Linked DNA regions of Mus musculus: regions 1, 2, 3, 5 and 6 are each linked to region 4. A link is a contact called in public ChIA-PET, HiChIP or PLAC-seq and promoter capture Hi-C data. All regions are on one chromosome and are shown on one strand. Each heading gives the region's core, a stretch centred on a gene start, on an enhancer-like site or on the middle of the called end of the contact. The rest is flanking DNA. Distances are from core to core; before and after follow the strand shown. Region 1 has its middle 38 kb from the start of Gm40639. Region 2 has its middle 81 kb from the start of Gm40638. Region 3 has its middle 56 kb from the start of Gm40638. Region 4 holds the start of Atg5 (autophagy related 5). Region 5 has its middle 82 kb from the start of 4930431F10Rik. Region 6 holds the start of Cd24a (CD24a antigen).

The links. Promoter capture Hi-C pulls out the DNA fragments that hold promoters and counts their contacts. ChIA-PET counts read pairs in DNA pulled down with a chosen protein or histone mark. HiChIP or PLAC-seq counts read pairs in DNA pulled down with a chosen protein or histone mark.
Region 1: an H3K4me3 HiChIP or PLAC-seq map of embryonic limb bud shows a contact between it and region 4, with 3 times the contacts expected there. The contact joins the enhancer-like site here to the promoter of Atg5 in region 4. A contact is called at or near these places in 15 of 39 promoter capture datasets (the 3T3-L1 cell line, the C10 cell line, embryonic stem cells and 8 more), 2 of 484 Hi-C or Micro-C datasets (bone marrow-derived macrophages and nephron progenitors), 19 of 115 datasets of contacts at active chromatin or transcription factors (the 230-238 cell line, T-cell acute lymphoblastic leukemia, acute myeloid leukemia and 13 more) and 2 of 9 other capture datasets (adipose tissue and liver).
Region 2: a contact with region 4 is called in a promoter capture Hi-C map of stem cell-derived epiblast-like cells, with 3 times the contacts expected there. The contact joins the enhancer-like site here to the promoter of Atg5 in region 4. A contact is called at or near these places in 13 of 39 promoter capture datasets (the 3T3-L1 cell line, cranial neural crest, embryonic stem cells and 8 more), 1 of 484 Hi-C or Micro-C datasets (bone marrow-derived macrophages), 7 of 115 datasets of contacts at active chromatin or transcription factors (bone marrow-derived macrophages, embryonic forebrain, embryonic stem cells and 2 more) and 2 of 9 other capture datasets (embryonic stem cells and liver).
Region 3: a contact with region 4 is called in an H3K4me3 HiChIP or PLAC-seq map of embryonic basal ganglia, with 6 times the contacts expected there. The contact joins the enhancer-like site here to the promoter of Atg5 in region 4. A contact is called at or near these places in 12 of 39 promoter capture datasets (the 3T3-L1 cell line, 3T3-L1-derived adipocytes, the C10 cell line and 7 more), 1 of 484 Hi-C or Micro-C datasets (bone marrow-derived macrophages), 7 of 115 datasets of contacts at active chromatin or transcription factors (acute myeloid leukemia, astrocytes, bone marrow-derived macrophages and 3 more) and 1 of 9 other capture datasets (liver).
Region 5: a contact with region 4 is called in an RNA polymerase II ChIA-PET map of effector CD8 T cells, with 8 read pairs. The contact joins the enhancer-like site here to the promoter of Atg5 in region 4. A contact is called at or near these places in 8 of 39 promoter capture datasets (the 3T3-L1 cell line, embryonic stem cells, liver and 3 more), 8 of 115 datasets of contacts at active chromatin or transcription factors (the 230-238 cell line, CD8 T cells, bone marrow-derived macrophages and 4 more) and 1 of 9 other capture datasets (liver).
Region 6: a contact with region 4 is called in an H3K27ac HiChIP or PLAC-seq map of embryonic stem cells, with 7 times the contacts expected there. The contact joins the promoter of Cd24a here to the promoter of Atg5 in region 4. A contact is called at or near these places in 2 of 39 promoter capture datasets (embryonic stem cells and stem cell-derived epiblast-like cells), 4 of 484 Hi-C or Micro-C datasets (all in embryonic stem cells), 12 of 115 datasets of contacts at active chromatin or transcription factors (T-cell acute lymphoblastic leukemia, astrocytes, bone marrow-derived macrophages and 5 more) and 3 of 9 other capture datasets (adipose tissue, embryonic stem cells and liver).

What each region holds. Positions count from the first base shown.
Region 1 is chr10:44,984,277-44,988,819 of GRCm38.p6, reverse strand. No RefSeq gene overlaps it. Among named protein-coding and RNA genes, the nearest start is that of Gm40639, 38 kb to the left of the region's middle. Within about 2 kb of position 1,414, at least 17 of the 459 cell types and tissues checked have an H3K27ac peak or open chromatin away from gene starts, as enhancers often do. A contact at or near this core is called in embryonic limb bud, where this site is marked.
Region 2 is chr10:44,859,981-44,864,198 of GRCm38.p6, reverse strand. No RefSeq gene overlaps it. Among named protein-coding and RNA genes, the nearest start is that of Gm40638, 81 kb to the left of the region's middle. Within about 2 kb of position 1,863, at least 38 of the 459 cell types and tissues checked have an H3K27ac peak or open chromatin away from gene starts, as enhancers often do.
Region 3 is chr10:44,885,199-44,889,459 of GRCm38.p6, reverse strand. No RefSeq gene overlaps it. Among named protein-coding and RNA genes, the nearest start is that of Gm40638, 56 kb to the left of the region's middle. Within about 2 kb of position 1,974, at least 56 of the 459 cell types and tissues checked have an H3K27ac peak or open chromatin away from gene starts, as enhancers often do. A contact at or near this core is called in astrocytes, embryonic basal ganglia and trophoblast stem cells, where this site is marked.
Region 4 is chr10:44,266,034-44,270,003 of GRCm38.p6, reverse strand. It overlaps Atg5 (autophagy related 5), which reads right to left and starts at 1,665. Exons shown (of 8, transcript NM_053069.6): 1 at 1,420-1,665. It overlaps Gm40637 (a long non-coding RNA gene), which reads left to right and starts at 1,802. Exons shown (of 2, transcript XR_871625.2): 1 at 1,802-1,891; 2 at 2,043-2,262.
Region 5 is chr10:44,818,867-44,823,316 of GRCm38.p6, reverse strand. No RefSeq gene overlaps it. Among named protein-coding and RNA genes, the nearest start is that of 4930431F10Rik, 82 kb to the right of the region's middle. Within about 2 kb of position 1,561, at least 13 of the 459 cell types and tissues checked have an H3K27ac peak or open chromatin away from gene starts, as enhancers often do. A contact at or near this core is called in CD8 T cells and effector CD8 T cells, where this site is marked.
Region 6 is chr10:43,577,808-43,582,076 of GRCm38.p6, reverse strand. It overlaps Cd24a (CD24a antigen), which reads right to left and starts at 2,908. Exons shown (of 2, transcript NM_009846.2): 1 at 2,755-2,908. The coding sequence starts at 2,823.

The DNA of each region.
Region 1 (4,543 bases), core at 165-2,664, 720 kb before region 4:
TCCTGTTTTCTTGACGAAGTTATAAAGAAGAAAAAGCACAGATGTGCAGGTTCTCTTCTGTCGCATGACTCTGCTTCATCCCTGTCATTACGGTGGCCTTATTGTTCCTTTTATCTTGTGGTGTTTTCAAACTTCCCTGCGCATGTGCGTGCTCTCTCTCTCTCTCTCCCTCCTTATATGTTATTTTTCATGATTTAAGTTTTCCATAGTCCAACAGGTCATGAAAACAGAAGAGATGGTCAGAAGTTCTCCTGAAAGCTCAGGATCACTGGCTTGAAGTAGAATCTGGTTGTTTTTTTGTTTGTTTTTGGTGTTTTGTTTTTTGTTTTTTGTTTTTTTTTTTTGTTTTTTTTTTGTTTTTTTTTTTTTTTGTTTTTTTGAGACAGGGTTTCTCTGTGTAGCCCTGGCTGTCCTGGAATTCACTCTGTAGACCAGACTGGCCTCGAACTCAGAAATTTGCCTGCCTCTGCCTCCCAAGTGCTGGGATTAAAGGTGTGTGCCACCACTGCCTGGCAGAATCTGGTTTGATTAGCATCAGAACGCCTTGACCAACCCCACTCCCAAGTAGTTAAAGAATGGGCATCCTAACAGTTAGATTGGCCAGTTGAGCCATTTGAACTAAAGTATGGTTTGTTGTTGCTTCCTTTCTGTGTATCCATTCTGCTGGGAAACTCTTGCTCACCTATCTGCTTGACTCTAAGCCCTTTCCACTTTTAAAACAGAATACTTTCATCCAGTCTCAGGAAGTCTCCACAGGTTCTTAGCTCCTGGGGGGGCGTTGGGGGTCGGGGGAATGAAGTCCAACGTCCTAGCCTTTGCTTTACCATCCAAGGCTGTGTCTACAAGATACCAAACACCTACATGGTTCCAGATTTTGGTTATTGGGCTGCCTGATGCCAAACATCTGGATAGTTGAAAACATCAGGGTGCTTGGCATCCGGCAGACAAAACATCTGGACGGCTGCTTGAGTTTTTCACTTTTTAACTGGATGTTTGGTGTCATGTAGACACAAGCTGAGGCTCTGACTTCATCCCTATAACAGCCCCCAGGCTGCCAGGCTGGCTCCAGATTCCCTTTATTGCAACTGACATTTTTACAAGAAAACTTTGTATTCTGCACGAGGCCTGTTGTGCTCCTGCTCAGAAACAGATTCGTTACTCAGAAGAGAAAAAAGGGAAAAAAAGCAAAAAAAAAAAAAAAAAAAAAAGCAAAACAAAACAGCTCAACTGACCTTCAAAGGCTGCATGCTCGAGCAACAGTTGGTGGGAGCTGGAGAATCTCAGAGTCACTACTTGATCTGCGAGCCCAATTACTATACTACCTTAGCAAGAGGGGGTGGCTCAGGAGAGAGGGACTCCAGACCCATTCTAACAATGTCCAACGTGAGTCACATTTCAGTCACAGAAGATTGCTGCCAGGCTGTCAAAGGTGCTGCTTCCTACGTGACTGGTTGCAGCTGAATGACACATTCCAGAAGAGAAGCCAGACTCCCTAAATGAGACGAGAGGAGTCATTTAGGAAGCACTCTTCACTCCAGAGCTTCTGAATAAGACCATACAACTAAGATGATCAATTTTGCCTAATTCAAGCAAGAGTCTTGTAGTCAAATGAAGGCTTATGGCTCACAGCACCTTGGCACAGTGGTTCTAATGATGAGAGTAAATTATCAACAGCTATTTATTGACCACCTTCTGTGTAGCTGTCATGAGCTGTCTGGCTTCACATCCCTTCTCATCCCTGCTCTTGCCAGGTGCACCTATTAGCCTCAGATGAGCTCATGCCTGCCTACTCACCGTGAGCAGCTCTACTTTAAGGCACGGAAGGCCCCCCAGCCTTCGAAAGTTCTTGGAACACGTTCAAACCATACTCTCTCCTCTAAGCCTTCCATGCCTGGCATAAAAGATCCTTTGCCTGGATCTTCACTCCTTGGCTTGCAATTTTAGTCTCTACCAGGTCTATCATCATTGGCTTGCTCATTTTGGAGACTAGATTCTTATCTCTGGTCTCAGACCTCCCCAACATTGGATGATGCTTATTAGCTATCGGAATTACAGAATCTGCTTCTTCCTTCCTTTCTTTAATAGCAGCAACTTGCTGAGTGCAGGCAGGAGCTAGCACAATTTAACCTTTTGGTAGTGGGGGCTTGAACCTCATGCATGTTAGGCATGCGTTCTGCTGCTGAGTTATACCTGCAGCTAGAGGTGACTTTTTAAATATCTTATTTAATCTTCTCATGAAGCTGCTAGTGAGGTTGATGTAATAAACCACTCTTTGATAAATTTGGAATAACTGAGCAGTTTGTCCATCCTCCCAAGAGAGAGATGAACAGAGTCAGAATCAGAAGGGAAAGCCTGGGATTTATTTGGAGCTTAGCTTAGCTTTGTATTGCCTCAGTCTGCCCTCTAGACTTGAACTCTTGCTTGTTTCATTCACAGGACATCTCCATCTAAAGCCCTTTGAATTGTCTTTACTGGACTAACTCTGTTTGACCCTGTGCCTGGCATTAATTACTCTTTCCTTTATTAGGTAACGTGTCTTGAGAGGCACTGTGCTTTGTTCTGAGAATAAAATGGAAACAAAATAAAACCCAGGTTCTCCCTTCATTGGAAGACTGGCTCAATGCCTACTGGAAGAAACGGACACAGAAAAAGGCAATTTTGACAGTGTAATAAGTCCAATAACATGAGTTCCTACTGGCCAAACTCCTTCTCCTGAGCCCTTTGGAGTTTATGACTGTTGCCCATCTAGTCTCCACTTTCTTTTTCTCATTTAACTTTAATCCTCTCTGGGAGGTTACATCATTGCCCTGAACTAAAGGCCGATAGAAAGGTAGAAGGTCAGCAGGCTCTGGGGACAATGTAGACTAGAGTTCTACCTCCAGAGACCTGGGACTCAGAAGCTCAGTTTACTACTATGGAGCTCTGGGCTTCCTTCGAAGCCTGGGAGGGAAGAACTCTAGAGTTCAACCAATGAGTTAGTTGTTCCCTCGACTTTTTCAAGAGTAATTCCCAGGGACTCTGAGGGTTTGGTGAGTAGGCTGGGGTTCCTAAGTTCCAATCCTCTCTGTCTTCTACCTATTGTAGTGTTGGGTCACAGAGGTCCTGCAGGCCAGTGTTTTGTTGCACCCGTCCTGATGTTATCCATGGGCTACGAGGACTATGGCATGAATTATACTATTCAACACCCTGCACGGGATATCCTTATGCTTCAAAACTACATGTCATGTGAAGTGGGGTTTTTTGTCTGTTTTTCTATTTTTGTTTGTTTACAGGGTTTACTTGGCCAAGGGTAGCTTTGGACTCAGTATCCTTTCCAGGCTGGCCTGGAGCACAGGGAGACTCTCTTGCCTTAGCCTCCTCGGTGATGGATCAGAGGAGTGAGCTTCTGCACCAGGCTTTCCTTTGTGCACTGGCTGCAAATGGATTTACACAGAGCTGGGATCATCAAACATCTCCAGTTAGGGTAGTTCCCCTGGACATATTTCCTCTTAAGGATGGTAAAGAATGAGTTACATTCTTAGTTTAAAGACTGCAAATGTGCCTCTGCTCTTTAGGCTTATCAGGCAACTTCACATCCATTTATATTTGACAGTGGCTTTTAAAATTATCCCTTCAGAGTAGTCTGACAGAAAGAGTCCTCCTTCCCATGGAATCCATAATGATGTACTCCAAGAATCCTATGAGTTTGTTCTGTTCTGGAAGTGGTCCCAGTTTGCATGACTCCAGAGACCATGAAACCGTCTCTGTGTCCTGCTGAACTTCTTGCTCTAAGACTAGAGTTCTCTGCATGAGTAGAGTAGATTTCTCTCTCTGGAAAATGGGTCCTAAACCATGGTGGACATGGGTTTCATGCCTCTGCAGCATTTTAAGGAGACAAAGTCCATCAAGGGTTGTCTGCTATGAGGTCTACAGGTCACTTCCAATGCTCACTGGTTGGAAGGCAGCACTCTCTCCCCTCATGGGTTTTTATTTTCAGCCACATCATCTGTCTTATACTCATTTCATTTGTCATCTTTCCGGAGGTATTTATTCTTAGTTTCATGTTTTCTGTGTGTCAGTTGGCTCAATCAGGTTTTACTGGAGGTTCAAGGCTCTTTTCCACCTGCCACTCCTCAAACTGTAGTGCATTTGGATTCCTTTTTAAAAACAACCTCAGAGCCAGTGCTCTGGCGGCTGAAGCAGGCAAATCATGACTTTGAAGCCAGTAAAAGTTAAATAACAAGAGCTTCTCTCAAGAAGGAAAAAAAAAAACAACCAAAAAAGCCTAACCAAAAAGAAAAACCAGAAGGAAAGAGAGAAGGAGAGAGAGAGAGAGAGAGAGAGAGAGAGAGAGAGAGAGAGAGAGAGAGAGAGAGAAAGGAAGGAAGAAAGAGAAAGAAAGAAAAGAGGAAAGAAAGGAAGGAAGGAAGGAAGGAAAGAAAGGAAGGAAGAAAGAAAGAAAGAAAGAAAGAAAGAAAGAAAGAAAGAAAGAAAAGAAAAAGGCATAAAGTCTTCAAACTGAGGAAGAAGGTAGTTACCAATGGTGATGTAATGATGACCAGGC
Region 2 (4,218 bases), core at 614-3,113, 590 kb before region 4:
GGTCAAAAGGACACACACACACACACACACACACACACACACACACACACACACACTTATATTGTTTTCTTGAGGGAATGAATTGTGTGTAACAAATCCCTGACAGTAAAATATTTCTTCAGGAAAGCAAGATCACCTTGTCTTCCTATTTGTTTATATCTCATCTGTGATAGACATGGTGCCTGTGCCTTTGGGAGATGACAGGGACTCTTCTCCTTGACTGCTAAAAACCTGATGGAGTTTTATGCCTCCCCAGGTCCAAGATTAACCCATTTGAGGCTTTCATCCTGTAAGCACCTCTGATAATTTGCTTTAAGGATGCTTTGAAACCTTCCAGGATTCTGAGATAAATTTGGTTGAAAGAAGATAGTTTTAATTGGGTGTGGTGGCTTATGGCTGTAATCCTAGTACTTGGTAGGCTGAGGCAGGAGGATTTCTGTAAGTTCTAAGCCAGCCTGAACTACAGAAATGCTGTCTACAGACAATACAAAACAAAACAAACAAACAAAGAAAAAAACCAACCCAGATATTGTCTCTATTTTCAAGATTATTTTCTTCTACATTGTTGGGGTTGTGAGAGAGAGTATACGCATGAGTATGGGCAACACCATAGGCCAGCAGCGCTGGATCCCCCAGAGCTGGAGTTACATGCAGTTGTGTGTGACCCACTGTGAATCCTTGGAACTGAACTTGGTTTCTCTGCAAGAGCAGTACACAGTCTTAACTGCCAAGCCAAGCTGCAGCCCCGCAGCTGCTCTCTTGATTTTTGGATTAGAAGCAACTTTGAAGTTCATGAAGGAGTCATATGCAGAGAGCCCACAGGTAAGGATTATAACACTGTCTCCAGGCGCAGTGGATCTTGCTTCGAGGCTGGAGTTTGTGCTTTGGAAGGTGGGGAGGGTTTGTTTAACTCTGTGTCAGGCATAGAAACAAAGAGGGCTACACTTTAGTATGGGAGGACTTGTGCATCTGGAACTACCAAACAGAGTGTGAAAAAGCCATGGGCTTTGGTGACTTTCGGCTTCCTGGGGTTCTAGGTTGAAAACCAGTCACGTAGGAGACGAATAGAGCTGCCCTGGGGGTGAACAGTTCCTTTTCTCCCCGTGAGGTGGTTCTTCTCCTCGAGAACCACGAGACACTGAGTGAGTGCATTCTCTCCTGGAGCCAAATCGTTCCCATTTACTACTCTCTCCTTGGAACCTGGCTCTCTACCTTGGCCATGACCAATGCTCAAAAAGTGTTTGTTGAATAAAGAAATATCGTAAAGCAATCACCTTCTTACCTTCCCCTTTGTTGTCTAATAATTAAAAAAAAATCAATATGCCGCTTGCAGGAGCTTCAGAAAAATGTCTCCACCCAAAAGTTCCCCACAATCCAAATGGGCAAAAAAATTTCCATTTTAATTTTTAAATATCAGAAGAATGGAGTGACCACAGTTTATACATTTCCCTTCTATTCTCCTCAGGGCCTGCGTTGCTCATTTAAATGCAATTTGCTTTATGTTTGGGTCAGTGGCTTAAGTCAGGAGGTTCTTACAGTAACTCAGTACTGTTGAAACCCGAGAACCAGGCAAGCAGCAGCCGGGGATCCGTGCATACAGCTGACCTAGTGAAGTACCAGGCAGCCCCCAAATTTTGGACGCAGATTCTCTGCCTAACATGGAAACAGTTGGCAAACGCCCGAAAAAGCCAGAAGGCCAGTCTCGATGACTAGGGAGACTGTGAACCAGAAAACTTCCGCCTTGGTATTTGAAAACCACACAGTATTTTACAACATTCCTGCCTATTAACTGCTGGGAAGGGCACTACCTTATTGCCTTTTGCATAATGGAACCAATCTTTCCCCTCAGAGGCCCTGTGTTGCTTTGATCCAGTTCAAAGGACAGGGGAATGATGACTAAGGACCTTGGGAACCAGACTGAGGGAATCTTACAGACAGACTCAAGGGTTTGGGGGTGGGGGTTGTTGTTGGTTTTGTTTTGTTTTTTAACTGACGCATCATTTTGATAAACAATCCCTATAGTCTGCGCACTTATCAGATTCCTCACCCAAATATTTGCTATTTATAAAACAATCAAGGAAACAGACTTGTGTTTATTATTCCTAAATCAGCAGCGGTTTGATGAATTAAAAACAGTCTTACTTTTTCCTCTTTCTTCTCCTCCACTAGCCTCCTGTAAAAGTGCCAAGATTATACACCCAACTCTCTCTTTAAACAGTAAAAACAAAAAATAAGAGTGACCTCCATGACCTGTACATTGCCTCTGCAAAGGGTACAGGTTGGGCCAACAGCCAAGCCCCACAAGCACTAGAGGTCGATGTTTGGAACTGATTGGGTCGGAAAGGGATGCAGTCCATGTCTGTTTCCGGTTCACAGAGGCCTCGACGTCACTACATAGTTTGGATGTCTGACTAGCTTCCTGACTTTGAGAGTCTCTTTCTTTAAACACGAGGGACCAACTCTGGAGAGGAAAGAGAAGACAACACGCAAGAGTCTGGCTCCCCTGGCAGCCACTCTCAGGATGGCTCCTCTCGACGAGATTTAAACAGAATGATGTGGATAGTGTTCTGGGAGGAGGACGGAGTGCCCACACGCATGCTCAGAGCCCCTTAGTATGGAAGGCCACAACTAGGCAGCATACGTTTTAGGAAGCCGCCTCTTCATGACATAGTGCTTCAAGTTTAGAAAACCCCTCTGAAGCTAAATCATCTCTACCCTGTGCCAAGATGGATGCATTCCTGTTTTACACACGTGAGACAAACGTAAACACAACTAAATTCCTTTCTAAAGGAGACAAACTGGCCAGATCATCAGGAGAAGGGAACTAAAGAATTGCAGTGGAAAGATAACCATAGCAAGATTCCAGGCCTGCTGGGACTGTCCCTTGCCCAGAGCTGCCCCAAAGCTCAGCATACGTGTGTCTACACTTACGCCTTTGTTGAGTGCTCCTGACTTGGTCTTTCCACTCATAAGTATGCTAATAGGAGGAACGGTAAGCTTTTTCTGCGGTTACAGCTCTTGTTCTGTTGCTCTTCCTCTAGAACCTGCTACCCTGCCTTAAAAACTGCTTTCTGCTCTGCCAAGGTGACTCTACCTTCATATGGTAGGAAAGCTCTTTTTTGGTTTGGCTAAGCATTCCATAGAAATTCCATAGAAAATGGTAGGAGGTACAGCCATGAACCATGAATCTGTCTTCGTGTGTGTGTGTGTGTGTGTGTGTGTGTGTGTGTGTGTGTGTGTGTGCTAGTGTGGTATGTGTGTATGTAGATGCAACTTGCTGACTATAAGGTGCTGTGGATATTTATAAGAAAGAACATATGATGACCAAAGCTCACATTCACTGTTACAAAAAGCTCATGATCCTAAGAAAAACTTCAGCAAATGTGGCAGAGCCTAAGAGGAAGGAGTGCTTTCTACTCACAAAATACAATACAAGCAGCCAGGATGGCACAGTGGCCACAAGGAGGTTTTGAACTCCAGTGAAACTCAAAACCAGATTTAGGGGGCAAGTGGGCGGGGACATGTTTGTGTTGGAGGGGACATGTTTGGGTTGGAGGGGACATGTTTGTGTTGTTTTCTCTTAAAGCACAATGGAATAACCAGGGAAGCTAGCCCATTAGGAAGCTACCTGAGGCTAGCTCAAATTATGTTCAGGAATTTTTGCCTGGAACTGCACTGCTTTATTGTCTGCAATGACACATGTTTCCTAGGATGCCATTGGCTAATGCCATGGATGTCAAAAAAAAAAAAAAATCAGCATGGAACCATTAGTGACTGGCATCCTAGGACTTGTCTTCCATTGAAAAGTTACAGTACTTATCTTAGTTCTATTTCTGTACATTTTAGGACAGCATGAGATTACTCCCTTCATGCTATCATGATACCAAATATAATGTATATGATTAGAGATGAGCAGTGTCTAATTTAACCCCTAAATCAAATAGCTTCTTCATTTAATACTTTGGCACATGAATACCTCTGACAGAAGCAGTGAGGGCCTCTCCTGGTCCCATGGTGTAGTATGCAAATCCGCAATGATGGCCAACTGGCCTTTACTCTGTATTAGTCGATGGATGGAAGAATGTGAAACACTGAAAACCAGCAAGAGAGCTGAGCAAGAGGAATCTGCACTTGGCTTTGACTTCTGGTGACTTCCAGGTCTTGCCTGTGTTTATAACCCTTTTCCGTCAATACTCAGTGAAAAGCTTGGTTAGGAGC
Region 3 (4,261 bases), core at 725-3,224, 620 kb before region 4:
TCTACCCTTTACCAAGGGCTTTTATTGATTCTCCTGGAAGGCTCACATACTGATTATAGTCAGAGCCTCGAGGTGAGTGCAAGGAAGAATTGAGAACTCTGTGGACAATAAGTGGTAGATGGCATCAAAGATGCTCCCAGTGAGCCCTACCTTCTGGTGTTTGTGAAGTGTGCAACTCTCTTCCTCTAAGCAGAGATTTTATCTGGCCACACACCTCTACTTCTAACTAGTTAAATATGAAGAGAGAGACAATGAATACTTCCAAGAAGAGGGTTGAAAGTGACCATGGCCTCTGTCTTGTTTGTCCTTCTTTCAACCCAGACTTCTCTGCAGGGAGCCAATTTTGAAGTTGGCCAGTAGAAAAGCCTGTTCTGTGGAAAACATCTACTGTAAAACAGCAAGTACCTAAGATCCTCAGTATAGCAACCTCAGAGGAGCTGAAACCTTGTGTGTGTGAGTGTATACACACACACACACACACACACACACACACACACACACACACACGCATTGACATGAGTATGTCTCCTTTCAACCTGAATCATATTTGCAGCAACTTAGTTTTATTTTACTTTTAAGGGCCCTACTGAAATATTTTTGAGATAACTAAAATGAAGAGAATTCTAATATAATCTAAGTTTCTTATACTAGTTTCAACTTATACAGCAAAGGCAATCTTTCATTTCTTTATGGTTGCTTAGCTCCCCCATGGATAGTTTAGATGTACTGTATATCAGCAAGAGCTTTGGTTTTTGGCGTTGACAGAGAGGAGGACAAAGCACTATTTTCAAAAACGTGATTCAGTCAAAATTTGCAGTGCTTTGTTCACTTCCTAAAGACACCCTCACTTAGGAAATGTGTATCAAGAAACACAGTTATGTTAAGACTTTGAAAGTGTAGACACAAAGAAAGAATATTTAGTGAAACTGGAATTTTCTCTGCGAGGAAACCCAACAGAATGGATGAGAAGACCTGAAGGGTTCTTGAAAACAGAGCAAGAGAATCTTCCAAAGTAGAGGAAAGACTTTCAGAACATTCCCACTTGGGCCTTTACCCACTGTGATGAACGAGCTATCTGCTTAAGAGAAATGCTGTGGCCATCAAGTCCATTGGATGCTCCTGACAATTAGATGTCTGTCTCCATTTGAACTACTCTACTATTTTTTTTTTCCAAACAAAAAACTCTGACATCTTATTCTGCTCATTGGTGCAGGATTAAATTAAGGGGAAGATTTCCTTCTGGTCATCTTCCCTTACTTGACAGCTGCTCCCCTGACTTGGGACCACTGATGAGCAATTGATGATTTTTAATAAGAATCCACCAAATCAAGTGTTTTTTTTTTTAAGTTTCCTAAATGACTATCCTTATTTTCAAAGTAATCAGTGTTACCTGGACTTTATACTTTTCTGAGGCCTCCATGTGCGCTGAGATTATCAAAAGGAGGAGAAAGATGGACACAGAAGCTCAAGAAGAATCATTTCCCATTTCCAAGAGTGGTTAGGAGAGGAGGAAGTAGATCCTATGGGCCAATGTAGCCCATAATAGAAAGGGTTAGGTTTGGGTTATGGTTATGACACTGCCTAGAATAGAAAGCTATTTGTGGGCGGGTTGTTTGTGATATATCATCTTCCCTACCCACCTGAGAATGAATGATGCACATCAGCTACCAAATTCCATTACACACGCAAAACTCAGCTTTTCTCTGCCCTTTCTTCTCTTTCTTGCTACCAATACCCCAAAGCCAGGACTCAAGGCTTCTAGACACCACCAGATGAGTCAAGGTACTGCGGCCCAGACAAAGTAAGCATTGGCTCTGTCACCACACAGACACGAAGGCATCCGAGAAACCACAGCCCTCTGGCTCCCCTGCCCCTGCCTTCTTAATCAAACTGATGCAGAGGGTGTGTACAGAACTCATTCAGGGCGCACAAAAAGCACGCTGTTAAAATGCCTCGCAGCAGTTGGCCTGCAGAAAGGCCCATTGAGCTGTGATTCACTGAGGAAAAGGAAGGGTCCGAGGGCAGCCAATCAAAGCCTGACCCGAGAAGCTTGGCTCTTACAGGAAGCAGCCTAATTATGTTACTGTAATCCCCGGGTTTGCATTTTTCAGCCACCTCACAGACTTCAATGATTATGTAATTACGGAAAACTTCACAACAAACACGGAGATTCCTTCTGGAGGCCACATTGGAGACTGAAATGTGCATTAGAGTGTGGGAGGAACGCACACAGCTCACAAAGGGGAGAGCAAAGAGATTTATTGAACTTAAAAGGCCACATTTTAAAAGGGCCTCTACCAGACCTCCCTTTTCGTGTGCACATTTTTTGCACCTGCAACTGTTTGTGGGCTCGAGAGCAATAGCCCTCCCCCCTTTTCCCAAGAGACCACACTTTAATGCCTTGGCCCCAAATGTGTCATTTTCCTGCCAGGGGGGGAGAAATCAAAAGAAACCAAGTTTTTAGAACTTTGCTGTAAAGAAAATAATAGTTCTGAGAAGGATTGGAGCCACATTTTCAGGTTAGACACAGTTGTTAGAGAGATGTCAGAAGAGAAAACCTCCCTCTTCACTTTCCTTCCCGACTCTAAGTTCTGTGTTTCCATGGGTTCTGGGTGACATCTGTAGCATCCATTTTAGTGTGGGCTGCAGCAGGCTTTTGACTCTGAAGCATGTAACTGAACTCAGACCACAATGTTCAAAGTCAAGACAGCAAATGGACCTTTCTGATTCTTCCCAGAGAAGATGCCATATAAATTATTTCCATTAAAACAAACCTTTGATACCATAAGTGAATTGTGGAATTTTGGTAATGATGCTCATGAATGAAGTGCTGACAACTGGTCTTGCTTTAGATGGTGTTTGTGGGTAGGGCCCGGGTGAGAGCAGGGATCAAAACTCAGTTTTGGCCATCGATCCACTTCCTCCCTCCCCCACCACCCACCTCATATATTGAGATGAAAGTTAGGGCACAAAGTCTCGTTTAAATCATTATGAACTGTTGCATTCAAAGAGGCATCTGTGAACTTTTATAAGATTGGCCACGATTTGCCCAATTATTTCTCCATTCTCTATACACAGAATAGAAAGTTCCAGATCAAGGGTCACAATTGAAACAAAAATCCTCATGTACATATGAGCTAGAATGCATTACTAAATAAAAAATACAACAGAGCCCTTCCATGCATATAATAGCAAAAGCATGAACTTGATCAAATAGATGAGAGGAACAGATGTAGTAGGTCAAGTATACTTAGCTTGCGTTGGTATAACATGGAAGATACTGAAGATCTTCCCCATGGAATGAATCTTCAACCTTAAAGACATAGGATTCTCATACATCTTGTAAAATGCTAGTGAGTCACACAGTCAGATAGCTGGAGGCTCTTAGAAATAAGATCTATTCATCTCACTGGAGAGAAATAAATTATTGTCTCAGAGAAAGAGTTCTTTTGCTTTTCATTACATGGCTCAATCCAGTTTTGAAACAGGTTTAGGTACCATGGAACACACCTAATATATTCTTTAGTTCAGCTTCTTATGGGAAAAATGAAGGAGGGCATTTGAAGCAATGGACGGGACTGTGTACAGGGGGAAACAGAAAGGCTCGGAGAGCACACACAATGTTTTGGGGATCAGAGAAGTGGGAGGAGAGGAGATTGTAGAGACTCAGGAGAGCATTGGGGGCTATAGGCTTGAGCAACTCAGTGGGGATTGAGGGCTCCCTTGAACATATGGCCTGCCTGACCTGCCTGGGGTCAAAAGGAAGCCTATCTTGAAAACACAATGGGGGAGCTTAGAGTTAAAGAAAGCAAGGGCAGGGCTCCTGGGAGGATTTCTCTTTACATGAGTAGGTTACCCAAGGAAATCTTCTAGGCCTATGCTCCTGAATAAAACACTTCTTCCTCCTCTGAGCGTACAATGGAGAAAAGGGCCAAGAATCTTGGGCAGCAGTGAATCCACTAGGAGGAAGCTTCTGGAGGGACTCATACCCTTGGAGCTAGAGTGGAGATTCAAAGATGTCCACTATTAGTTCTGTCTAGGCTCCAAGTACAGATAGCCAGAGGCATCCCAACACATCTCACCTGAGGAGGCTTGCTCTGTGGAGACATCCCAACACATCCCACCTGAGGAGGCTTGCTCTGTGGAGACATCCCAACATATCTCACCTGAGGAAGCCTGCTCTATGCATGGATTTCTTCTCTCCTAACTTGAAAAAAACAATAGGAATGGATAAAGGAGCTGTGGCCTAGAGTTCTGATGA
Region 4 (3,970 bases), core at 416-2,915:
CAATGACCTTGTCTCATCTCTAAGCACTCCTATTTGCCCCTGGAATTGGCTAGTATGCTCCAATGGCCTTTCCATGTAGCTTAGCCTCACTCACATACCTTTTCTGTGAACAGCACTAGATCTCCCATGCACACCACCACCCCTACCCATTCCATTTCATTGGCTTATCCTTTTTCTAGAACTTTCTATCACCTGGAAAATACTTTTTTCCCCTTGGGACAGGTGCTCACTGTGTCACTCTGATTAGTCTAAAACTCACTATGCAGACCGGGATTAAAGCTGTGTGTGTGTGTTTGTGTGTTCTTTTCGGAGACAAGAGTCTTGCTCTGTAGTACAGGCTGGCCTCCAACCCAAAGCAACCTTCCTTCCTCAGCTTCTCTAGCACAAGGATTAGAAACGTGGGCAATCACAGTTGGGGTTTGTTTTGTTTTCGGGTTATAGTTTGGTTTTGTGCTGCTCAAGATCCAATGCAGGGCCAAAAAATGCTAGGTTGTTTTTGGGCTTTGGAGGATGTTGTCTGTGTGTTGCAAAGAGTACCATGCCCTCTAGGATTGCAGCAAACTCACTAAATAGCCAAGGCTGGCCTTAAACTCCTGATTTTCCTGCCTTCACCCCACCTCCACTGCTGGAATTAAAGGTACAGGCCACAAAACTGGGCTCAAAGTACAATTAAACTTAGTGTAACATTCTCACCTGCCAAGACAACTACCATAAAGCCAATGTTCTTGTTCTCAAATTTCAATTCAAACAATAATTTTAATGAAGTCAGAATATTTGCATCTGACTCAAATACTCGGTATCAAGGACCCAAGATACTTATCAGGTGAATTCTAGAAGGCTTTAGATAGTCAACTGCTCCTGGGGTTCTGACTAGTGAAGACTTGCTATGCTTTCTCAGTGAAAACAATGCTACATGCTTTGGGAGAAAAACCTACATGCCACCCAGATTCTTAGGTTCCTCAAGTTTATATTCTTTGAGAGCAATTTCAACAAAGTAACTAAATAAACGAAAGTGTTCTACTAACAGAAAAATGCATTTGTTAGTATTAAGTACTAAAATTAAACTGAGACTCAAAGAACTGCATCGAAGAGAAACAGTCTGCGTTTAGATAGAATCAAAAAGCACCGAAACAATTACGATTTAAATAAAATGCAAGTCCTTAACTTGAGCTCCAGACTCGATGCTACATTTCCTACCTTAGTAAGGAACTGACATACTAACTACCCAAAGGGACAGCTAGACTGCCCAAGGGCTCCCGGGCCGGTGTCTCGCCAACCCCACCTCCGCCCAGCGGCACCGCCTCCCCCGCCATCCCTCCGGGTGCGCTCTTTACACGGGCCGCTCGCCCGCAGCCCCTGCCCCTGCCCGGTCCCACTCCCGCCCCACACTTCCACGCCCGGGACACACATGAGCCCTACCCGAGGTGCCGGCTCTGCTCCGGCTTCCCGCAGCGCGAAAGCCGCTCGGTCGGGTTCTGTCTGCCGGGATCACACTGTCCTGCAGAGGCGCAGGAGCAGAAGTCCCAGTGCGCGCGCAGCCGCACAGTGCTGCCGCCCGGGTCAGAAAACAGCCCGACGGGCACTTCCGCCCTCGGAACCAGAGTGAACCGCAGCGCCGGGCGCCCACCGTAGGTCCAGTCACCCTCGGCGCCCGGAGATGACGTCACCAAGACCACGTGGCAAGCGCTCCGCCCTCCGAGCGCGGCCCAACCTGGCAAGACCTGAGTTGCTCCTGAGCGTGCGCAGACACACAGGGAGCGCCTGAACTCGGAACGAGTTTGCCGGTTTTCTTCTTGGATGGACAGAACGCAGTCGTTGGTGTTCCCGGTTGTCAGTGTGACAGTTGTGGAAGAACAGAGAAATAAAGGATCCTGAGACATCGGCTGCCGTGGTAGCAGCATTTTTCTCTTCCTCACAAAACAGTATTGTAAAAACCTTACTTTTAAGGGTGGTTGGGATGGTTTAATTTAGTTGGGTTAGAGTCAGGACAGGGGTATCAAGCTGCAAGTCTGGGACTTAACTAGGTATCTCGTGTTCCTCAGTCTCCCAAGTGCTAGAACTGCAGACGTGAGCCACCACACCCGGCTTTCAAGGTAAACCACATTCATTTGCTCGGTAGAACCTCCCCACTCCTGTAGGACCACAGTAGGCATTAGTGGCTGTATTTAACCCCAGTTGGTAAAAGTACCAAAACCTCCCTCACCTCTAAGAGTACCTTTCCTACTCTTATTGCTTTGAAAATAAAACAAAACGTAAAGAGTACTTGATCTGGGTCTTCACTCACCAAACATTTTAACACCCTCCTCCTCGTCCTCCTCCACCTTCTCTTCCTCCTTCTCTTCTCCCCTCTTACTCTTCTCTTTCCTTCCCCCACCCGGAGAGGATGAGGTGTCCAACTAGATCCTAAGAGATGGTAAATGGAGCCCCGGGAGCTGCAGTTACAGGCAGTTGTGAGGCACCCAGTGCAGGCACTGGAAATGATTTTAGTCTTTTGCGAGATCAGTGAGCACAATTAACTCTTAACTACACTGATCTGTAGGTATTTCTCCAGCCTTTTTTTTTCTTTCCTTTCTTCCTCCTTTTTTGGGTTTGAGACAAGCTCTCGTGCAACGCTGACTGACCTCAAACTCTATGTATAATCATGGATACTCTTTAACCCCCATCCTCCGATCTGACCTTGAATTTACCATCCTTCTGCTTCAATTTCTCTACTGGAATTTCTGCCACGACACTTTGCTCTGTCAGCAGCGGCAGAGCCTGGCTAGAGCCATGAATCTAAATAAAGGCAGTGTTACCTGAAGAAACCCAAGAGGGTCTTGTCAGACTTCTGTTGAGGAGAAGCTGGGTTGGCCTTCATAAGGCTCCACCTAATGTAATTTGGTGCCATTCTCTGGTTATCCTGGGTGTGGACCTTGTACCAGTGTCCACGTCCTGGCCAGTACTTAATAAAACTTGCTCCAAATTTGCCTCAAACTTTGTTGTAGTGATCTTGCTCTTGTCCCATGAGTTTGACACCTTTCTTTTGTGAGGTTCCTTGAGCCTTGGAGGAGATGGTGTCCCTTTTATGGCTGAGCATACAATAGTCATTTATTTTCAGTGCTTAGACCAGGTATGATTTCAGCTAGTAACTGATTACTGAGTTTAATATAGTAGAGATTTCTGCTTTGAGTAGGTGGAGTGTGTTGGAATTCTGTCTAAACTCCACCCCCACAGTTCCTGCCAGCAGCCAGGTATGCTCCTCCTCACAGTTACCTGGCAACAGCTAGATAGGCTTGGCCCAGTATAAAAGGGATTGCTTGACCCCTCCTCTCTCTTACCCTCCTACTCTCTTGCCTCTCTCTTAGGTCTTGCCCCCTTGCTCCCATTCCCCACCCTCACCCCCCATGTAGCCATGGCTGGCCTCTGCTTCTCTCCTCTCTCCTTCTCTCTGTCTCTGCTACCCTTTTAACTCCCCTCCCCATGCCCTAAATAAACTCCGTTCTATGCTATGCCTGTGTGTGGTCTCTGGGGGGGGGGGGGGGGGAGGATGCCATGGCATGGGCCCGCTGAGGTGTCTCCTTCACCCACACCCCGCCAGAACATACCTTAATAGCTCTTTCTCTTTTTGCATCGCGACTCGGATCTAGAAACTCTGCAGGTTTGCATCCCACCCCAGCTACCGCAAGAGATCCACGCTCGTTCGCTAGCCCAGATCTGGTAAACCCCCCATTCCCACTGGTCAGCATGACTATCTACATGGCCCCAGAAAAGATTTCTTGAGCTCAGAACTACCCCTCTTTTGAAGATCCTTTCCCTTGGGTGAGATTTCCCTCTCCTTTTTCTTGAGGCTGAGAATTCCAGGCCAGGTCTGGGAACCCCCCACATGTCTCGCCCTTGGGTCAGTCTGCTATAGCTTAGACTTTCCCCTAACCTCCTCTCATCTGCAGCCTGCTGTTCCAGCTGCTTTGCCTGAAAAGCAAGTTTGGCTCCG
Region 5 (4,450 bases), core at 312-2,811, 550 kb before region 4:
TATGAGATGATAATTTTGGAAGCTCACGTCATGAGAAAGTCCACTTCTTTTTTTCCTCTTGTAAATTGTAGAGGTGAACTTCTATCACACAGATTTCTCATAAGTGTATGGAGAATTGCAGGTGTCTTCAAATAGGAAAGTGAGAATATTAGCTGTGTTTTGTTGCTCTTAGAAATTTCAGCTATTGGAATGAAAATCTTGTTCCATGTAAAGAGTGGTCAATGAGCTGTCACCTCGTTTAAAGACTGTGCTCAGCAGATCTCTGGAGGCTGGCTTCTGGTATACCTTCTCACAGTAGAAAGCATGCAGGGTGTACTGAGTGGTGGTGTTTCCTTGTGTTTCACTCTGAGAAATTAGCTTACTGTCTGGAGAGTGGCAAGAAAGGAGTAAGTATTCCTGGAAAGAAGCAGCTACACGTGTACTTACCAACTTCTAAACAGAATAGTCTCTATATGAAGGATGAGAAGTGCTTCTGAGCTGTGAGGGCACAAGCCAGAAGCTCCACAGAGGAACTCAGAGACAATTCCTTGTTTCCCATCCTACACTGAACTGTGGCTTTTAACTTTCTAATAAACAATGAAAGTGGGTGTTATAAATGTTGTTTCACTCTGCAGACTAACTGAAACAGAACATTGGGTGCTTCTTTACATATGAACAATAGCAGGTATGAAAATTTTGAGAAATAATATCAAAACTTTAGAGTAACAGGTTTGTTCTGACATGAAAATATGAACACTCTTTTGTGTAGTTTTTGATAAAGAAGTGTTAGGAATTGTTTATTTCATGTTCCAGATAAAATCCAATCCCTCCCCAATTATAATCAATCCAAGTTGAATATCTATTCTGGAATAGATATTAGAGTTCCCCTAAAGAAAAAAAATCGAGGACAAAGATGCAAATTCAAGCATTAGGACAGAGGTCTCCATAATTAAGTACCCTAAAAAAAAATCACTTAACAGTCTAAGTTTTGCTGTTTAGGAATGTTCCAAATAGGTTTCAAAGAGGCTCAGAAGAGCCCCTCGCTCAGCCACAGGCCAGATGAGGAGGAACTTTGCAAGACTCTCCGTGGCAAAAGGATGTTAGCCTTAACCAAGCTAGCCAGACCAACAATAGAAAACCCCAAAGATCAATGATGTTAATAAATGGAGAGACCAGTAAGTTGCCTTCCCACCAATGCTAACCACACCAAAAGTAAGTAAAACCCTAGCTTCTCATAACTGGTTCTTGTTCAGACTGAAGAGTGTGAAGAGCCACTTGCTGTGACCAACGGTAGCTGTGCTGCTCCTTTGTAGAAAGCCATGGTCTTCAAAGAGCTTAGTAAGGGTCTTCACTAAAGAACAAAAAAAAAAAAAAAAAAAAAACATGGGTAAGACTGGTTTCCTTTCAAGTTATGACTCAACTTTGGTCACCACACTTCCACTTGGACCTATTAACATTTGGTGATCAGAATGTCATTCGTTTTAATCGGCTGCCACAGCAAGAGCTTTGCTGCCTCTCAGTCATATAGAAACCCACAAGAATATCTCCTTTTGACTCTGTTCTCCACATCAAACCCACAGTGAAGCTAATGCTGCTGTCTATCTTCTCACAATCTACTAGAAAGTGGCCTGCTTTGCCTTGCTTACTCTGCTAAAGGAGGTAAGCAAGAAACAAAGAGCCTAATGTTACTTATAAATAGAGGGTGCTATTGTAAGCCTGCTTGTAAAATAATAAAGCAATATGCTTTCTCTCTCTCTCCCTCTCTCTCTCTCTCTCTCTCTCTCTCTCTCCCTCCCTCTCTCTCTCTCCCTCTCTCTCCCTCTCTCTCTCCCTCTCTCAATCTCTTTCTCTCTGAACCATGATCCATGTCTCTTGTGAACATAGTGAATAAATCCCTTTCAAGCAAGGGCAGTGTGGAGACCAGTAGAAGCCAGCAGTAGGGTACTCAAGATTGCTTACAGGCTCTGAAACATAGGTGTAGGGTACAAGGAGCTTATCAGAGAACAACCAAGAGTGACAAGGAAAGGAATGGAGGGAGGGAGGAGGAAAAAACAAACAAACAAAAACGAAGATTTTCATTTATCTTTCTTGGAGATCAGAGTATCTCTTCTTTGTTCAGGTGCAGATTTCAAGAAACTAATCTTTAATCCCAGCCCTTAAGATTTCAAGGCTAGCCTGGGCTACTTAGTAAGAGCCTATGTCAAAAAAATGTTGGCTTGGCTTTAAAAGTTTGTTCTTATTAGTGTTGCTATTGTATGATTCTATCAATATAAAACCCATATCTAAGATTCAAGAAGCTCTTCCCACGTGCCAGGCACCATAGCAAACATTAAACGCATTCATTGTCTCCTTTGATTCTCCAATTATCCTTTCCATCAGATAGAAATATTATCTCCAATTAAAATTAGAAGTCCGGGGCATAGAAAATGAAATTATGAGAAGTCAAACTAATAAACAGTGGTTCTGGGACACAACCCTGGGCTCAGTGTGCCCGGAGATCAAGTTATTATCTGCTTCAGGGTGTTTCCCTTAAAAACACTGAGCTGTTTGTGCATTCAGCAAACCTAAATAGCTTAGAGAGTACCCTGAGAGTAGTGATTGTACAATGCTTCTGCTGGCTCTGGGGAATGCCTTCTGTGTTTTAACATCCCCACATGGTTCACTCAAACTTCTAAATTTGAACTAGAACTGCGTAGAACATCAGACCCTGAAAAACAACCCAACTTTTACTGAGTGGTTTCACTCACACCTGTGGTTTTTACTAGTGTCAAATTTCCTCCCAAGTGTTTCTGTCAAGTTTTATCTTGCCCATTTTCCCCAGGGCCAGCCATCCCTGTCAACAGTGACAATCTCCTTGACAAACAGAAGTCAAGGGAGCTATCAGTTTTCATTCACTTTTCTAGCTGGTATAATCCCTGCGTCCTACAGACTGTGTTCCTTCTAAGAATTTCTGGCTCCTCGTATCTAGGGCTCTTGAGATTTGAACTGAGCTGCTTTGGCCAACGATACCTGTTTTCTGGAGCACACTTTCAGGTTAAAAGGATTGCTATAACTCCATTTTCTTGTAGTTTGTGTTATGAGAAGTGTTGTTACACTTCTGTGTGTGTGTGTGTGTGTGTGTGTGTGTGTGTGTGTGTGTGTGTGTGAGAGAGAGAGAGAGAGAGAGAGAGAGAGAGAGAGAGAAAGAGAGAGAGAGAGAGAGACTAAACTTGACTCCAAAGAATCTAGCATGCCCTTGACAAAGAATAGCTCTTGATAGAAAATTTTAAACTTATCTTTTGTTTTTGATACATACTGTTTCTTTACCCTTTCCATTTCTCACATAGGGCTCATCTTTCAGTGGTCTGAGCTAAGTGGAAAAAAGCTTGCTCAATCTCAGAATTCAGTCATTTCTTTTCGGTCATCTATTACTGTTAAATTTGTTAATATTGATGTAGGAGAAATCCACAGGACAGTAAATGCATCCATATAAATGGGCCACCATTAATCTAGCTTTTACAAATGTTAATTGGAGTGGGGTGGGAGCGTGACCAACAAGCATACATTTGTATGTCTGCTTCCTTCGATGTTTTCTTCATTTTCAATCTACCAATTCTCTGTTTTCCTTTTGAACTCTTCAGCATGGTTGAGTCTGGGAAAAGATAGCTTTCCATCTTCTCTTGAAGTTGAGCTGCATTCTAGGTGTTTTATCTTGTTGTCTCGGCAGTACTTTCTCATACTTACTTTCCACTGCCCATCCCCCATTGCCTAGGCATGTCCCTACTGTCACTTATGGCTCCTGTACTGAGAACAGGATATGAATACAGAAAAGAGAAAGTACTTGATAGCAATGACAGGAATGAGTGTACTTAAGACACTCATGGTAATATAGGTCCCATAGCTCCTTGCTGGGGTTAGGCATTCTCTTGGCCAAAGTTGATGTAAGAGAACTAAGTGACTGGAAAAGCGTGGTCCAATGTCTTTTCATCCACCCTAGTTGATGCTGGGGCTTATCCATGATAATATTTAAAACTGGGAATTCATCTTCAAGTTAACTATTAGAATGAATACATATCTTTTTTTGTCTCTTGGTTTCAGTGAGGAAAGACAGAAGTTCTATTTTCTTTTCTGAAGAAGAGAGGACACCCTATCAAGGAATCAGAAGATACACACTCACAAAAACAAGATGGAGCCATGAAAACTTGAGTTTTCTCAAGTGTCAATTTTCTATGTGGAAGACACCATTTTGCTATGGTTAGCTCCTAAATGTGCTGTGAAGATGAACTGAGTTAATACAAACATTTATAAACTTGGAGGCTACATAAAGATCAACTCGTGTTATTACTTTATTTTTTATTAATTCTTCTTGGCCTTTTCTTTAATGTTTGTTTCACATATATTGATGAGTTTTTTGAATATTGAAAGTTCCTTTTTTTGTAGTTTGATTTTTTTTTTTTTTTAACACCAAGGCTTGCCTCTGAGTTCCTTAAAA
Region 6 (4,269 bases), core at 1,659-4,158, 690 kb after region 4:
AATCCGGTTTCAGATACTATATGGATTGGCTAACATTGCAGGCTAGGTTTCCTATTTCCCTAGACAAGGGGATATTTTAAAGTTGCTTAAAATTTTTGAAACTGTAATCGAGCCAGGTCAGTGGTTCTGATCTGTAACCCTAGCACCAGAGAATGAAACCCGAGAGATCTAGGCCTTAAGGCCAGCCTGGGTTTTATGCCTAGACTCTGTCTCAAGAAAATAAAACCTGGGCTGGAGAGATGGCTCAGAGGTTAAGAGCATTGGCTGCTCTTCCAGAGGTTCTGAGTTCAAATCCCAGAAACCATATGGTGGTGGCTTACAACCATCTATTATGAGATTTGATTCCTGGAAAGAGAGAGAGAGAGAGAGAGAGAGAGAGAGAGAGAGAGAGAGAGAGAGAGAGAAGAAAATTTGGGTGTGGCCAAGAATTGTGGCATACACCTTTAATCTTGGCACTCAGGAGGAAGCAGAGGCAGGCAGGTCTCTCTAAATTCTAGTCAACAACAACAACAAAAACCCAGCCCAGTCAGCAGTTCATAGTGGGGCTTATCTCAAAACCAATCAAAACAGGGGGAGGGAGGCGTAGGGGCCGTGTGTCTGCATGGTGACTTGCGTGGTGACTGAGATCTAAGAGTTTGCTGGACCACACAGCCTGGCCTGATATGCTGAGTCTCTGGCTTCACACAGCCTGCTTTAAGGAAGTATCTTAACATTTAAAACTGAAAAGGACATTGGGTATCCTATCTGCTCATTTGAAATCTTGAAATTATAACCCTTCCCAAAACCTGAAAAAAAAAATGTCTCAAATTGAAAACTGGGAGCTGGCCACCCTAGGGATGTCGCTCAGGGGCCAGGCTTCACTGCCAGCGCCAGAGGTTAGCAGCAACAGTGATTAATTTAATCTGCATTTCAAATAAATATCGGAGACTCCTTGCTCTGCGGCAGAAGGATTTCAGTTAAAACATCCTCCCTTTCACATAAGGCGGGGTTTGGAGTTAAATTTCACCAGCTCATTGCCTGGTGACTGACTAGACGCTGTGACCGAAACCAAGGCTTTCCCTGTGTCCCAGCAACCTAGTGGCACATTCACCGCTGCTTTTGCAAGCCGTGAAATGCACAGTCCGGCGAGGCACGTGATACTCTCCTTTGTCATGGAACAAAGGCTGATCCGAGTTTTTAGCCCTCACTGAAAGGAGGGTTTGCCAGGGCTTGCTAGAGCTTCCGATTACAAGCAAGAGAGAGGGCGACGTGGCACCCAGCAAAGAATCTAGCCACACGTACTTTCGGCGGCCCCTTGATAAGCCCTCCCACATCAGCACCTTTTGTTCTACAGGCGTAAGGTCATTAACCAAATATTGACTGAAGAAATGTGCAAATTGTGTCCAAAGTAGATTAGCCACACCTGATCCAGTCAATTATACTTACTGGGTGCCTACTGTGTGTAAGAGAGCTTGTCCTATCGGGAAGTGGCATTCACACAAAAAGGAAAACATTAATATGCTAAGTTGTTTAAAACAGGGAGCCTGTCTTAGGGGTACCGGAAAGTAACCGCTCTTCATTTATACAAAGAGCTTTTAGTACAGCAGGTGACAAAAAAACTAAATAATAATAATAATGATGATGAAAAAGGAGCCCAATGTTCAGTCTGAGTCTAGAGGTCCTCTCTAACACCATCAACAAAATTTTACGTTAATTATTAAATTGGCATTAAACAGTTTTTCTCCACCAATCTCCCTTGATTTGTTTAACCAACACCTCCCTCTCAACATTTCGGGGGGGGGGGGCGCCCTGGGGAGAAGGGAATCTGAGTGAGACCAACCAGTTTCACGATGCCCAGCCCCTCCTAGATGGGGGATCGGGTGAACTGAGAAAGGCCCCGGGGCACAGTCAACCCGCAGCGAGAAGACAATGGGGTATAGTTACCCTGCCTGAGAAGGGGAAGACGAAGCGCGCCTCAAGCTCTTGGGCTGCTCTCCCAGGTGAGCCCGGACCCTGGATCTCTAGGGACCAAAAATCCGGCGCTCCCAACTTTTCAGGGGCAAAAAGCCCTAGGGACATCCCTAAGCGAACCAACCGCAGTGAAAAGCTACAGTCGGATTCTCTGAGTCCCGTCCCAGTCTCTCAGGCTCAGCTCCAGGTCTCATTCTGGGCGCGGCGCCTTCACCCTAACGCAGCTAGAGCAGCGCCACCCATGGCGTTGGGGGGCAAGATCTGTACCCGGGACAAATCTAAGAGAGGAAGCGTCTGTGGACTAGGACAAAGCCTGACGGAGAATCGGGACACTACAGTCCTGCCCTCCGTCTCTATAATGCCCGGGGATTCTAGGTTGGGATGGGGCTCCTAAGGTGGCCAGGGATGGAGGTGTGGGGTCGCACCGCGAGAGTTTGTGCAGTCGGGAGGTCCCTAACTAAGCTTCAAGACCTGTGGGAGATAAAGCCACAACCAGGGCTTCCTGGGTGATCTCCAAACCAGTTTGGACGGTGGAGGATGGGCGTGTGCCACGCTCCCCCGAAGGGGACCGTTCCCTCTCTTTGTGTGGTTCGCAGGGAGCGCGAAGACCTTCCGTGAGAAGGGAAGGGGGCGCTCTCTCGAGGGAATCCACACCACGAGTTCCCCAAGTCAGTTACACAAAATTCTCCCCCTACCCCAGTGCCTGGCCGGAGGCAAAGACTTTGCCCCTCCTACGCGCGCGCGAACACACACACACAAGCCCCAGGACGCGTCTCCAGTGCCCAATCGAGAACAGGGTCTCACCTGCGTGGGTAGGAGCAGTGCCAGAAGCAGCAACCCCAGCCCTAGCCTGGCCACCATCGCTCTGCCCATGTCCGCTCCGTCGGCGCGCGGCGCGACTCTCTAGATGTTCGGTAAGTGGAGATCTGCTAAGCTCGCGCGGGCGCAGGCAAGGTGGGGAGCGCGGCCGGCCGGCGGGACCTTATATACCGGGACAGCCACAATAGCCGTGACGTGCGGCGCCCGCCCACCCGTGCTCTCCTCCTCCCCCGCCGCCTCCCCGCCCCCACCCCCACCCTCCTGTGCGGCTCTCACGGCCCCTCCCCCGCCGCCTGCACCGGCCCGGGGTGACTTGGGATGTCCCGGGGCGGCCAGCGCGGCAGGTGGGCGGGCGCCCCGGGCTCTGGCACAGCTAGGGTTTCCCCGGGCAGGCTGCATGCACAGGCGCAGGCGACTCCCACACGGGACCTGGGGCGAGCACACGAACCACACACGCCGGCCGGCCCAAGTTTCCTTTGTTTCCCCGGCCCTGCCATCTTACCCCCCAACACGAAAAGTCGAAGCCGCGGGCGCCGCGCAGACTGCGCGGAGCTCAGGGCTGGTTTTTGTCAAGTGCCGGCTGCAAGGGGGAACGGGACAGGCTTGGCAGGTCCCCGGGCCGTGGTGCGCGGGGTTGGCGAGGAGGAGACCGGGCGTCGCCACGCACTGTCCCTTGGCGGCTGCACGGCAGGGATCGCCAGGATCCCGGGCCCCAGCCGTGAGTATGCTCGGCTGGGCGGCCGCCCCTGGCTGCTTGCTTTGTGTTTTGAGTTCCTCTAGTGCTGCATCAAGCATCGCGCACCCGGCCATACCCGGGAGCATCCAACCGGACCTAGGCAACAGCCAGCTGCGCTCGGCCACGGGGCGGGACATTGCGAGGGACTGGGTTTCGGTCCCAGTATTCTCCACGTTTCTGGGGACGTGCTTGTTCTGCCTCTGTGGCACAGTACTTGCTCAGCGTTCGAACGCTTTCTTATTCAAGCCATTTCCACCCATAGTTGCCTTTAAGTAATTTGACAAACCGATTCAGAAAGATTAGTCATCCGTCTGTACATTTTAGTGGAATCTTTCTTTCGACCTTCTTTTGTGAAAACTTCAAAGCAAACTTTAAAACAACTTAGTGGTAGAATATTTTCTAATCTTTAATCACAGGGTTTAGGACCTTCCTATTTAAAGTTTAGCCCACGTGTTTTACAGACCTTAAAGCAAAACAAAGCAAACCTAGCAACGGTGGAAATTTGTTTAAATTTCAATTTTTGCAGAACAGCCTCGTAAAAACAAAGTTTTATGGCAGCAAGCTGACAATGGACTCCACAGTCGTTGGTTTGTGGCTGCCTGAGCCTTACCAAGTCAGCCACAACCGCTCAGTAACTTTCCACGTGTGAGGTGTGCTTGGGCGCACAGGAATTTTTGTATAGCGCCAGTGAACTTTCTGTTTAACAGTTAGCACACTGTATAGAAAGGTCGTTCTGTGCCCAGCAACGGCGGCGCTCCTCTCCC